2 separate regions of the Sus scrofa genome follow, and region 2 is linked to region 1. Evidence: chromatin contacts called from public HiChIP or PLAC-seq data. All regions are on one chromosome and are shown on one strand. The core of a region is the stretch at or near the end of the contact, and the rest is flanking DNA. Distances in the headings are between cores, read along the strand shown. Region 1 has its middle 26 kb from the start of NSMAF. Region 2 overlaps NSMAF (protein FAN).

Region 1 (5,663 bases), core at 1,276-3,775:
ACAAATTGGATTTCTCCAGGCAGAGAGGGAGAGGAAGGTGTCTCAGGACGACTGAAAGAACAGATCATGGAAGACCAGGGCCTGACTGAGGAACGAACGTGGCACAGGAGGTGTGAGCATGAGAGCAGAGGTGGGGGGCGCCGGGGGGAGCCGGGGGAGGGGGGCACAGAGGCAGGCCTGAGGGTGAGCTTAGGTTTATGCAATTGGCTGCGGAGAGCCCGCACACAGTTTGGGGTTGGAAAAGAGAGTTGAGCGAACGAGCTATTGTATATTTGAAAAGATAACCCATGGGAAATGGAAGTTGGGAAGAAAGGAGGCAAAAATCACTACAGAAGACTCTGGAGCAGATGGTGACGTCACTGCATAGGATACACAACAGGGACAGTGCGCATGCGCATTTGGGAAAAGGGGCCAGTTCTGCTGAGGACAGGAAAACAGCACAAGCCACAGCAAACCCAGAGCTGCCCACACCGGCCCCCTAAGACCGAGTTCCCTTAGGAGTTTACCATTACTCTGTCCTCCCAAAACTTCATTTCTTTTTGCGTCCCTTCTAACTTCAATCCTGTGCTAACTGAACACTAATCAACCAGATCAGCTGATTAAAATTGCCGCTGTCCACATCACCCTTATCGTACAAAGTCACCTTGTTTCTCCAGCACCCCTCAGCCAAAGACCACCTGGCCAGAGAATCATAAACCAGACATTCCGACATCCTGAGAAATGTCTCAAGACAGTGATTAATCCTAGCGTTTTGCTCTTCCCCTTTAAAAACACCCCCAACTCCAAGACCAAGTTGGAGCGGATCAGAGACCTGTCTTCTCTCCCATGCTTGGTGCCCTGAACATAAACCCTTACTTTGCTGCAAACACCGGCTGGCAGAGTTTGGCACCTGAGCCCTCGCTCTTGGGTAGTGCTACCTGGAATGCAAGCAGAAGGGAGAGGAGAGTCAGGTAGCCCCTGATGCTCTGTGGGCAGTTTGGAGACAGCCTGAGACTGCTCCAGAAGCCCTCTTGCCCATCTCTCTAGGGCGGTAAGGGTGCTTCCACTGCCACACCCAGGACAGAGCCCAACTTGCAGCAGGTGTGGCATTGACCGCCCCCCCCCCCAGCCTTGCATGGGGCATGTGAAGTTCCCCAGCCAGGGATCGAGCCTGTGTCACAGCGACGACACCAGCTGCTGCAGTGACAATGCTAGGTCCTTAACCCGCTGAGCCACAGAGGAACTCCCTCCCCCTCTTTTCTTTATGGCCACACACCTGCAGCATATAGAAGTTCCCTGGTCAGGGATCCAATCTGAGCAGCAATTCTGACCTATGTCAGAGCTGCGGCAACACTGGATCCTTAACCCACTGCACCTCAGCAGGAACTCCCTGGAGCTCACATTTGTTGAATGAATAAATTGCCCAGGTCTTGAATCTTTCCCTTTTCCTCTTTCCTTAGGCCAACTGCATATAATTCTAGCTCACATGGGCCACAGGAGCCAGACTTCCTATTCTTCTTATGTTGGTAATGCCCCAGTCTCCTGGTTTTAAATTTTAGTAGTTATACTTACATAGATGATCATTATGTAATTAGCAGCAATTTGCTTCCAGTATGGGGGGGGGTGATGGATACTCATTAGCACACTAATGGTCAGAATAAAGGTAAACAATTTTCTGGACCCCCTGGGACTCCCAGTTCAACTGTGTGAGCTATTTGGGTAAAAATGACTGTGGGGGAGACATTCCACATACAGACAGGACACCGGGTTCTGGGAACCAGAGTGGAATGCTCTTTTGGCGGCTCCAGTATCTTGGTCTGTGTTTCTTTACCCATAAATAGATATTTCCTAGGAAAAATGAACAAAGACGTATACATCTTTCTGCTGTGCCAGCTTACCACTGTGAAAATGAACCATCGAAATGGTACAGCTTCAGGAAAATGGCTTTTTTTGTTTTGTTTTGTTTTGATCCACAGATTTCATCAGCCAACAGATGCTAGAAGATGGTATTCTTTGAATGAAATAATTTCCAGCCTTTATCATCAGTGAATAAAAAGTCGTACCATCTGCACTGTTGGTGATGTTTAAGCCCTCGACCCACTCATCACAACTACCTGTCCTTCAATGATCTGTGTGGATGCATGAGTATAAGGATACTGCAAACTCTGGGGTTTTGCAGGGATTGTTTTGGAGAAAATGGAAGTAGCTACACGTTGACCCTTGAGGATGAGGGGATCAAAGCCTGTTTCTGGAGGATGGGTCCTGAATAGCTAGCTCCATTCACATTAAATTCACCTGCTGATGGGCTCAGGGATGGTTTGTGCGCTAGCTCACCGGGTGCCCTCCACCTGACTCTGCGGACAGACGGTGGAGAGAGAGAGAGAACAGGTTCCTGTTCGAGGGGAGCCTATATTCTCGAAGGAGAGGCAGAGGACAAAAGTCCAACGCAATGTAATGGGTTATTTTATGACAAATGCAGCCCTGTGAGGTTGACGTCATCTGTGGGCGAGACACTCGCTGGAGGCTCACCCGGAAGGGCTGGGGGGAGGGGGTTGTGGGGGTGGCCTGCCCTGGGTGGTGACTGAAGAGCCTGAACAGGAGGGAGCCTGGCGGGAGGAAGTGAAAGAAGCCAGAGCGGCAGTAGCATAGACTCAGGGAATCTGTGACTTCAAGTTCCCCAGAGCCTCGAATTTAGTCTCTTGACCTCATCTCCAGTAGAGGTTGTGTGTATAGTCACAGCATGTGTGAGTGTTTAACGCATCAGTTTACTAAATAAACACGTAAAACACACCGTAGTTTTTGAATCCCTCACATCTAAAACTCTTTGTGGCTCAGGCCCCTCGCACCCCAGCCAGGCCCTGCTGGTGGGACGGAGCCAGGGCACATGGCCTCGTTGGCTCTGCTGAGGATGAATTCCTCCCTCCAGGGCAGGGAAGCCTCAGAAGGAGTCAGTCCACACCTGAGAAAGTCTGAGCCCGTGTTTTCACATTAATCATCGCCTCCCACTTTCACCACCACCTGGCAAGAAGGGTATTTCTAACTTTATTTCACAAAGGAGGCTAAGAATTCCAAGCTAAGTGAATTCTCCAGGTCACACTGCTAGGAAATAAGCTGGCAATTTTTTTTTTTTCTTTTTTTTTTGGCCGTGCCTGCAGCATGCAGAACTTCCTGGGTCAGTGATCCAACCTGCAGCACAGTGTGAAATGCCAACCCAACCTGCTGCGCCATCAGGGAATTCCTAAGCTGGCATTTTAATATAGGCCTAACTCCAAAACACAAGCCTTCTCCACTGCCTCTTAGCACCCCCTCCGCCCCCTTCTGCCCTGCAGAATTTTAGAGAGAGAGGGGAGTGTTATGGGCTGAACTGTGTCCCGCTTAAATTTGTACATTGATGTTCTCACCCTCAGGACCTCAGAAAGGGATCATATTTGGAGACGTGGGAGTTAGCTAAAATGAGGTCAGTAGGGTGGGCCTTTACCCACTATACCCAGTGTGTCCTGATAAGAAGAGGAAATTCGGACACAGGCATGCACACATGAAGACGTAGGATGAAGGCAGCCATCAGGGGCACAGGAGGGAGGCCTTGGAAGAAACCGTACCTGCCGACTACTTGGTCTTGGACTTCTGGTCTCCAGAACTGTGAGCATCGATTTCTTTCTTTTTTTAAAATCTTTTTAGGGCCACACCCACAGCATATGGAGATTTCCAGGCTAGGGGTCAAATTGGAGCTGTAGCTGCCAGCCTACACCACAGCCACGGCAACGCTAGATCTGAGCCGCATCTGCAACCTACAGCAGAGCTCATGGCAACACTGAATCCTTAACCCAATGAAAAAGGCCAGGGATCAAACCCAAGTCCTCATGGATACCAGTCGGGTTCGTTACTGCTGAGCCACAATGGGAACTCCGTGAGCATCAGTTTCTGATGGTTAAACTACCTGTGGGGAGCTTTCTCATGATAGCCAGGAGCAAGCAAACCAGTCAGGGAGTTTGTTACCTTCTCTGTGCATCTTTGCTGATACTGTGTGGTTGATACTCTTCTCTCTCCCCATGCTCCTGGCAGATTTCCTAACAGAATATTCCACTGGCTACAGACAGGACTTTGGACACCTGGCCTTCTCCCAGTAATTAAAAATCATCATCAGGTTACTCTTCAAAGCCTTGCCTTCCTATCATGATATATAGAAAAAGATTACACTGTTTAAGCTAACGATGGCCAAAACCCACTATCAGCCCTTCAAGTAACAGTAAAGCCTTTACTCAATGACATGAAGAACGTTACAACTTAATTAAAGCTCTTAAGGTGGGATGTAAGCCTTCTGAATTTCAGGTACCAGGAGTTAATCATAAGAGAGGTTTCTGAGTAAAGGAAATTTTCAGCATCTTTCAAATGGTCTTCCAAAGTTCATGCAAAAGGCTGACTCCATTGAAAGGAATATTTTGGCAGATGGAAGAGTTGAGAAGACTCTGTGTAAATTTACTCTCATTTACAATCTCATGGCTTATTTGGCTAATTGAATCAGTATTTCTTGTGTATTTTTTCTCTGAAAAAAACACCCAAATACAGTGCTAACCTAACGCCTGTAGGCACCTGTATTTTGTCTTCTGGAGACTTTTTAGTGTTATAATTCCCTCAGCCACTCTGTAATTCTTTATTAAGTTTTAATGGGGCTTAAACTCTCCATTTGTAGGCAATACATTATTCCTTCTCTCTGCCAGCAGGTCTAATATTTCTCAGTAGCCTGCTTTAGAGCTCCTTCTGGTGGTTTAAAGCTATTATGACACATCCATCTCTAGTATCAGCATCTATTCCATCTCATGGTGATTGCTAAGACCTGCTCACCAAAGCAAAATAGTAGAAGTTATGTTTGCAGTAGACTGCAACGCAGTGATGCTCTGCTTACAAATTAAGACTAATTACACAACTGGTGACTGTCAGGAAAAGGACAGGAGAGTTTGGGGTAGGGAGCTTGTAACCACTCTAGCAAATGGCTATTCTTTCTCCTAGAACTATAAAACATATTCTGCAGAATGAATTTCATATTTCTATTGTTAATGAATTTGGCTAAATTTTGGTCTGGAATGAAGGAGAAAGTGCTTTGGTTTTGTGTTATGTCTTTGTTCACATTAATGTCATTTTAAAGAATAGGTCTCCCTTCTTTTTTATGTTGTTAGACACATGGGAAGTTCTTTTTTTTTCTTTTTTAAATAATTCAGAGGATTTTATTATATTTATAGTTGTAAAACCATTATCACAACCTAATTTTAGAACACCCCCATCCCAAACCTCCAGTCCACCTCTCCCTCCTCTCCCTCACCTGTCCCCTTTGATGTGGTAACCATAAGCTTTTCGAAGTCTGTGAGCCTGTTTCTGAAAAATGGGTCTCTTAGAGTGGGACAATATAACTAATTATTTGCTTCTTTCAAGACTTTTTGTTACTTGGTGATGAATCGTTAGAAGAAAGAGCTCGGTGACTTGTGGTCATGATTGCTCTTTTGCCTAATGAGATTTCATTGAGTAAACATCAGCGAGCACACTGCTGGATCACAGGGTAGGATCACAGTTACTTTTGTAAGAAACAGGCAAAATGTATTCCTGTGTGGCTGTACCATTCTGCATTCCCATTAGCATTGAATGGGAGTTCCTTTTTTTTTGCTTTTTAGGGCTGCACCTGCAGCATATCC
Region 2 (5,663 bases), core at 1,131-3,630, 56 kb before region 1:
CTGACCTGTGATCTGCCCTGGGGGGGTGTGCCATGTACACTCAAGAAAGCGAGCGTCCTGCTGTCAGCAGGACGTCCTGCATGTGTCTACGGGGTCCATCTGACCCGAGAACTGCTCGAGGCCATCTCCCTATCGAGCCTCTGTCTGGATAATGCATCTGTTACTGAATGTGGGTGTGAGTCTCCTCTGTCCTCCTCTGTGCTGTCAGCCTCTCCCTTCGTACACTCGGGTGCTCCAAGGCTGGCTGTGCATGTGTTGTGACAGTTTGTGTCAAGCTCACTCCTTCCCCCCAGGGCAAGTCTGCTGGGATGGCTCTAGGCTGCGAGGACCCCCTGGGGCTGTAGCACTACGGCATTACAGGTCCTGAGAGCTCCCAGAGATGCAGCTGCCCCCAAAGCCAGAACACTGGACTTACGGTTGTGTCGTCTCTCCCGCCCCAGCTGTTTGGCGCCAGGCCAGGAGAGGGGCTTCAACGAAAGCATGTGACCCCCCGTCCCCACCAGCCTCAACGTGGCTCACTTCGGGCTAACCTGGGGCGCAGGGCGCTCCACACTCGTTTCACAAAGGAATCGGTCTCTTGTGAGAAGCATGAGCATCTGGGCTTCCTATTCCATCATCTCATTGTCATCCTCAACGTCATGGTCCCCCCACTTTTAACCTGAAAGGCCCTCGGTGTCCCAACTCACACTGAAGCGAAGGAGCATCTCTCTGCTTCAGAAAACCTTCCTCCTATGCGTCCTTCAGCAGCTTTGCACTGAGGGGGTGTCCCGGGAGCCTTGGCAGGGAGGGCGCACCAGCTGGTGGCTCAACCTGGGGGGGGGTCCCACCACCCCCACAGGACTTTTGTCAGTGAGTGGAGGTGCCACCCAAGGCAGAGACAGGTCCTTCAGTGGGTGGGAACAGGCTGTCGTATAGAGATGGCCCCTCCTTCCCCAAAGGCCAACGGCACCGCCTGAGAGTAACTCGCTCTCCAGTTTTCACCGTTCCTGACAGACTGGAGCAGCCAAGCGCTTCCTGTACATAAACTGCAGAGGCGGCTGCCTGTGACCAGGACTGGGATCCAGCCTGAGGGACAGCATCTGCTCAGCAAGGGTGGCCTTCCTAATTCAAGGTGTCGTTACAAGGAGCACTGGCCTCTAGGTCCTGTGAGAGCTCTTCTGCTAGGAGTCAGCCCTGTACCCACTGAGCGGAAGCACAAGGCACTGCATGAAGCCCAGAATGGCTGAGTGTACCGCCTGGGCTCACCGGACAAGTCCCGTGTGCATGTTCACTCAGAGCCTCCGCCCTATCGGGAGAATTTGTAAGTTACTGAGCTCTTAAGTAAGGGTGTAGCCTAGAGACATTTTTCAAATATTTGAAAGAAGTTCTCGTGATAACCAATAAATAAATCTTACAGACGATGCAACTGAGTTCAACTTTTAATCCACACTTTTAAGCTTTCTTTCTATAAGAGACATTAAAGTTAAAAAGCGAATTAAGTCTCTTGGCCTAAAGTCTGTGGTTCCCTTGGGGAATTTTGCTATAACTGTTAAGCAACAGGCTTTTAAACACATTATATTTCATTAAAGTTAATAGACACACAGAATCTTAATGTGCAAAATCATTATTTAAACGGCTGAGGATAAATGAAAAGTTTTACTTACCCTTTCTATTTTATATGGTGCAACAATGTTGTGTTCTTTAATGAAATATACCTGAGAAAGATAAATTAAACATTGTCATTGTAATGAGTTACTATAGATTAGGAGGTTATGAATCAAATTTAAGTCATTGTTACTGAATCTGTTTCCAAACACACTTGCATTAACAATAGCATGGCTTTAAAGTTCTGATAAAATAAACATTAAAAAGATTGATCAAGACAATAAGGTAGCACCCATGACTGGATAAACACAAGGTCTAAGATGTCCTATGAATGTCATCACTTGGACCAAGGTAGACAAGTGAAGGAAGCTAATCTAAGAAGTGGGTAAAACAAAGTCACTGAGGTATGAAATTCATTCATTAACAAAGAAATTTCTCTTCCCTAGAGGCGGCAGGCATTCAGTGTTTTCACACACACACCCCCCAGGATACCTGTCCTCACACCAGGTACCAGTAACCGTGTCAAACATGCAACACCCCCACCAGAGCCAGCAACTTGCTGGCACCTGTACCCTTCATCCCGCCCTCCCTCAGGTTTTGAGGGAGGGTCTGCCTGGCCTCCCACACCAGCAGCTCTGCTCGCACAACAGGACCCCCCACCTGGCGGCTATCCAAAACCCTAGCTCTTAGGATTACACGCTGCACTTTCTCCCACTTAAAACACAGATTAAAAACGCTCTCTTGGTTTCACATCCTTCTTTTGCCATTTGTTCCCTTTTTGTAGCAAAACTCTTTGCAAGAGTTGACTGTACTTTCCTGGGCCCACGACAGATTTCCTCCAATCCTGTGTTACTGTGATTGCTCCTGGCAAGGTCAGAAAGAAGGCACAAGGTCACCGTGTCACCGACTCTCTCTCGGGACTTTCTTGATTCGGTTTCTCAGATGCGACAGAGCTGATGGCTTTCCCTGGAGCAGTTTTCCAGCTGGCTCCCCTCACCTGCTGCTGGTGACTTCAGCAGTGCTGCTTGTCGTCCTGGGCCCCTGCTCTCTGCCCAGCCGCTTCCCTCAGTCTGGGAAACCGCCCCCAGGGCCTAATGTAAGTAAGTGGAAGTGGGCCATGGTCTCAACCTCTCCCTGAAACCCAGCCTGGGCCCCTGAATGCCCACCAGCCCCCTCTTCCTCCTCGGGGTGGTCACATTCTCACAAAGCCTGCTCCTCCCAGGCTTCTTGGTTGCAGTAAGGGGTCCCCTTGTCCACCCGGCTGGCCTTGGCCAGGACCTCTCGCCTTCTCACCATCAGGGCTTGTCAGGCTTGGCTTAGCTTGGGAACACGCCTGGACTCTGAGCATCTCTCACTCCCACTGCTGTCCCCCTGTGCTCCAGAGCCCAACACTCCCCGTGCTCACCCCTCCTGAGCGGGGTCTCCATCCAGCCTCCAGCGTGGCTCAGACACAGAGCAGACAGGCCCCTTGGGTCCTGTCCTATTCTAACTCCTCCCCGACAAGGACCCTGCCCTGCTCCAACCTGCCTTCCCCGCCCCTCTCTCACCCCCCACCAGGCTGCCCCTTGCCCAGGACACACTTGCCGCAGGGCCCCTCTGGCATTGCTGCACCCGGAACCCCGTGGCGGGGTCATGGTCACAGTGAGGCTCCCCCTCCTCCAGCCTCCAGGCTCCCTGACCACTAGATCCAAAGCAGCACCTGCATTTCTCCTCGTGCTGTCCTTCCGTCCTGCTTTCATGTTCTGCATGCATTTATCATCCCTGACACTATAGAAGATACCTGCTTGCTGTCTGTTCCCCACTGAAGGTAGGGGGACACATATTTTTGTTCTCTTATTTCCAAAGCCTTGAATAAAATTCTCACAGGATGCATGAGCACTATTCACATACACCCTTTTTATTCTGCCAGCAAAACTCTCTAAAGCCTTAAGAACCATAACGCATTTCTCCGAAACCCTGTGACCTGGTAAGTAACCAAACACACATGGAAGTTGAGGGGGTTTTTTGGGTGGTGTGCTTAAACCAGGAAGCTCAAGACTGGAAAGGCTAGCTTATGTCTCGTCACCCCGAGATTAAGTTGGTTTTGAGTTTGTTGGATACAAGACCTCTTACTTAGCCATCGAAGGAGGTGCACGGATTTGGGGGCTTAATCTTTACGTTTATTAACGTTTTAATTTTATCGTTGAACCTGAACTTCCAAGTGAAAAAGGACTTACTCCTTTCAAGATATCGATGTTCTAGAACAAAGCCACGTGTAGAATGACACTATAGACATAACAAGAACACAGCAGGGGGCCGGGACTGTCAGTAATGGTGTTCCTTCCCCGACAGAACAGATGGTGGTGACTGCATTCACCTACCCCAGGGACAGGAAATCCAAGCCAGCCTCTGCAATATCTTCTCCCCTAAAGTCACTAGAATCAAGGAAAGCAGGCCTAGAAAAAAAATCACCGAACCGGTGTCTCCCAGCTTTCATAACATCATCTTCAATACCCAGTAACAAGGCCCATGAACGAGAGGGTTAAGTGACCCAAAAGCCACAGGGAGGCTCTCTGCTCCCGACCGTTCACCCCATGAAGCTCGACGCTTTGCATCAATCCTAAAGCAATCTGTCTCTGTGTCCCATGACGTCCCCACTCCCACTTGATCACAGAATGATTCATGTGCAAACACCTCAAGGAGCTGGGGCTGTGCAGAGAGCAGAGGCCCTACCGCGCTCGCTTTTTATTTATTTTTTGTCTTTTTGTTGTTGTTGCTATTTCTTGTAAGGACCACTGTTTTAAAAATAAAAGGAAGGAAATTCACCGCGGCATATGGAGGTTCCCAGGCCAGGGGTCCAATCGGAGCTATAGCCACCGGCCTACGCCAGAGCCACAGCAACGCAGGATCCGAGCCGCGTCTGCGACCTACACCACAGCTCACGGCAACGCCGGATCGTTAACCCACTGAGCAAGGGCAGGGACCGAACCCGCAACCTCATGGTTCCTAGTTGGATTCGTTAACCACTGCGCCACGACGGGAACTCCCCGCGCTCGCTTTTTAAAGGTGACGGTGGTGAACTCACGGCAGAGACAGCGCTAGTGATCGCCGCTCCTCTCCACTTCCTTAAACACCCGGAGGTGAACCGAGTGCAGTTGACCTGTGCACAACATGGGTTTAAACTGCACGGGTTCACTTCTATGCGCACTCTTTCCATGTTTTGACCTCGCCCGCGGCCGGGGATCAAAACCCGAGTTACAGCAGTGACACCAGATCCTTAGCCCGCTAAGCCACAGGAGAACTCCATTTTCAATAAATACATTGGGAAGTTGTGGAGATTTGGGGCAATTTGAAAGAAGATGAACTGCAGGGCTTAGAAATACAGAAAAAATTAAAAAAAGGTATGTCACAGTTTCAGTTGGAGTGCAGTGGAAAAGAATGTGACAAGTATCCATGAGGATGCAGGTTCAATCCCTAGCCTCCCTCACTAAGGGTCCGGTGTAGCTGTGAATTGCAGTGTAGGTTGCAGATGAGGCTCAGATCCTGTGTTGCTGTAGCTGTGGTGTAGGCTGGCAGCTGTAGCTCTGATTTGACCCCTAGCCTGGGAACCTCCATATGCCACAGGTGTGGGCCTAAAAAGCAAAAAAATAAAAAGGTAGGTGGTTGAGTCCATAAAACATGTGGACACTAGTCTCTTATCGTTTACAACCACAAAATGTACACAAACCTATCAAAACCCACACACAGACTGGACACGGTGCTCTTCGTGGTTGTGAGACATGTAAACAAACGTGAAGATGCCGCATTAAGTCCCAGCGGCAGAGTAGTGACCACAGTGCACACCGAACGCTGTCACAACTCCAAGGCCACCTCCTGTGCTACTGCGCTGAGGTTAAGTGTCGAGAGGAGCCTCAAAAGGTCGCGTGACGCTGTCCATCTCCGCCTAAGCAGCTGTCTCTACAGCGAATTGTATCTCGGTAATGGTTCTCATCCATTTTTCCTCGTGTTTAGTGTATTACTGTAAACCCTGAATAATACCATGGGACCCACACGAAGTGCCACTGGTGATGCCGGCAGTGCTCCCGAGAAGCAGACAGGGA

The links. HiChIP or PLAC-seq counts read pairs in DNA pulled down with a chosen protein or histone mark.
Region 2: a contact with region 1 is called in an H3K27ac HiChIP or PLAC-seq map of alveolar macrophages. The contact joins two enhancer-like sites. A contact is called at or near these places in 8 of 47 Hi-C or Micro-C datasets (blood, embryonic fibroblasts, fetal heart ventricle and 3 more) and 2 of 2 datasets of contacts at active chromatin or transcription factors (alveolar macrophages and skeletal muscle).

What each region holds. Positions count from the first base shown.
Region 1 is chr4:74,202,918-74,208,580 of Sscrofa11.1, reverse strand. No RefSeq gene overlaps it. Among named protein-coding and RNA genes, the nearest start is that of NSMAF, 26 kb to the left of the region's middle. Within about 2 kb of position 2,525, at least 28 of the 83 cell types and tissues checked have an H3K27ac peak or open chromatin away from gene starts, as enhancers often do. A contact at or near this core is called in alveolar macrophages, where this site is marked.
Region 2 is chr4:74,258,343-74,264,005 of Sscrofa11.1, reverse strand. It overlaps NSMAF (protein FAN), which reads right to left. Exons shown (of 31, transcript XM_021089346.1): 6 at 1,644-1,694. Among named protein-coding and RNA genes, the nearest start is that of NSMAF, 30 kb to the right of the region's middle. Within about 2 kb of position 2,380, at least 9 of the 83 cell types and tissues checked have an H3K27ac peak or open chromatin away from gene starts, as enhancers often do. A contact at or near this core is called in alveolar macrophages, where this site is marked.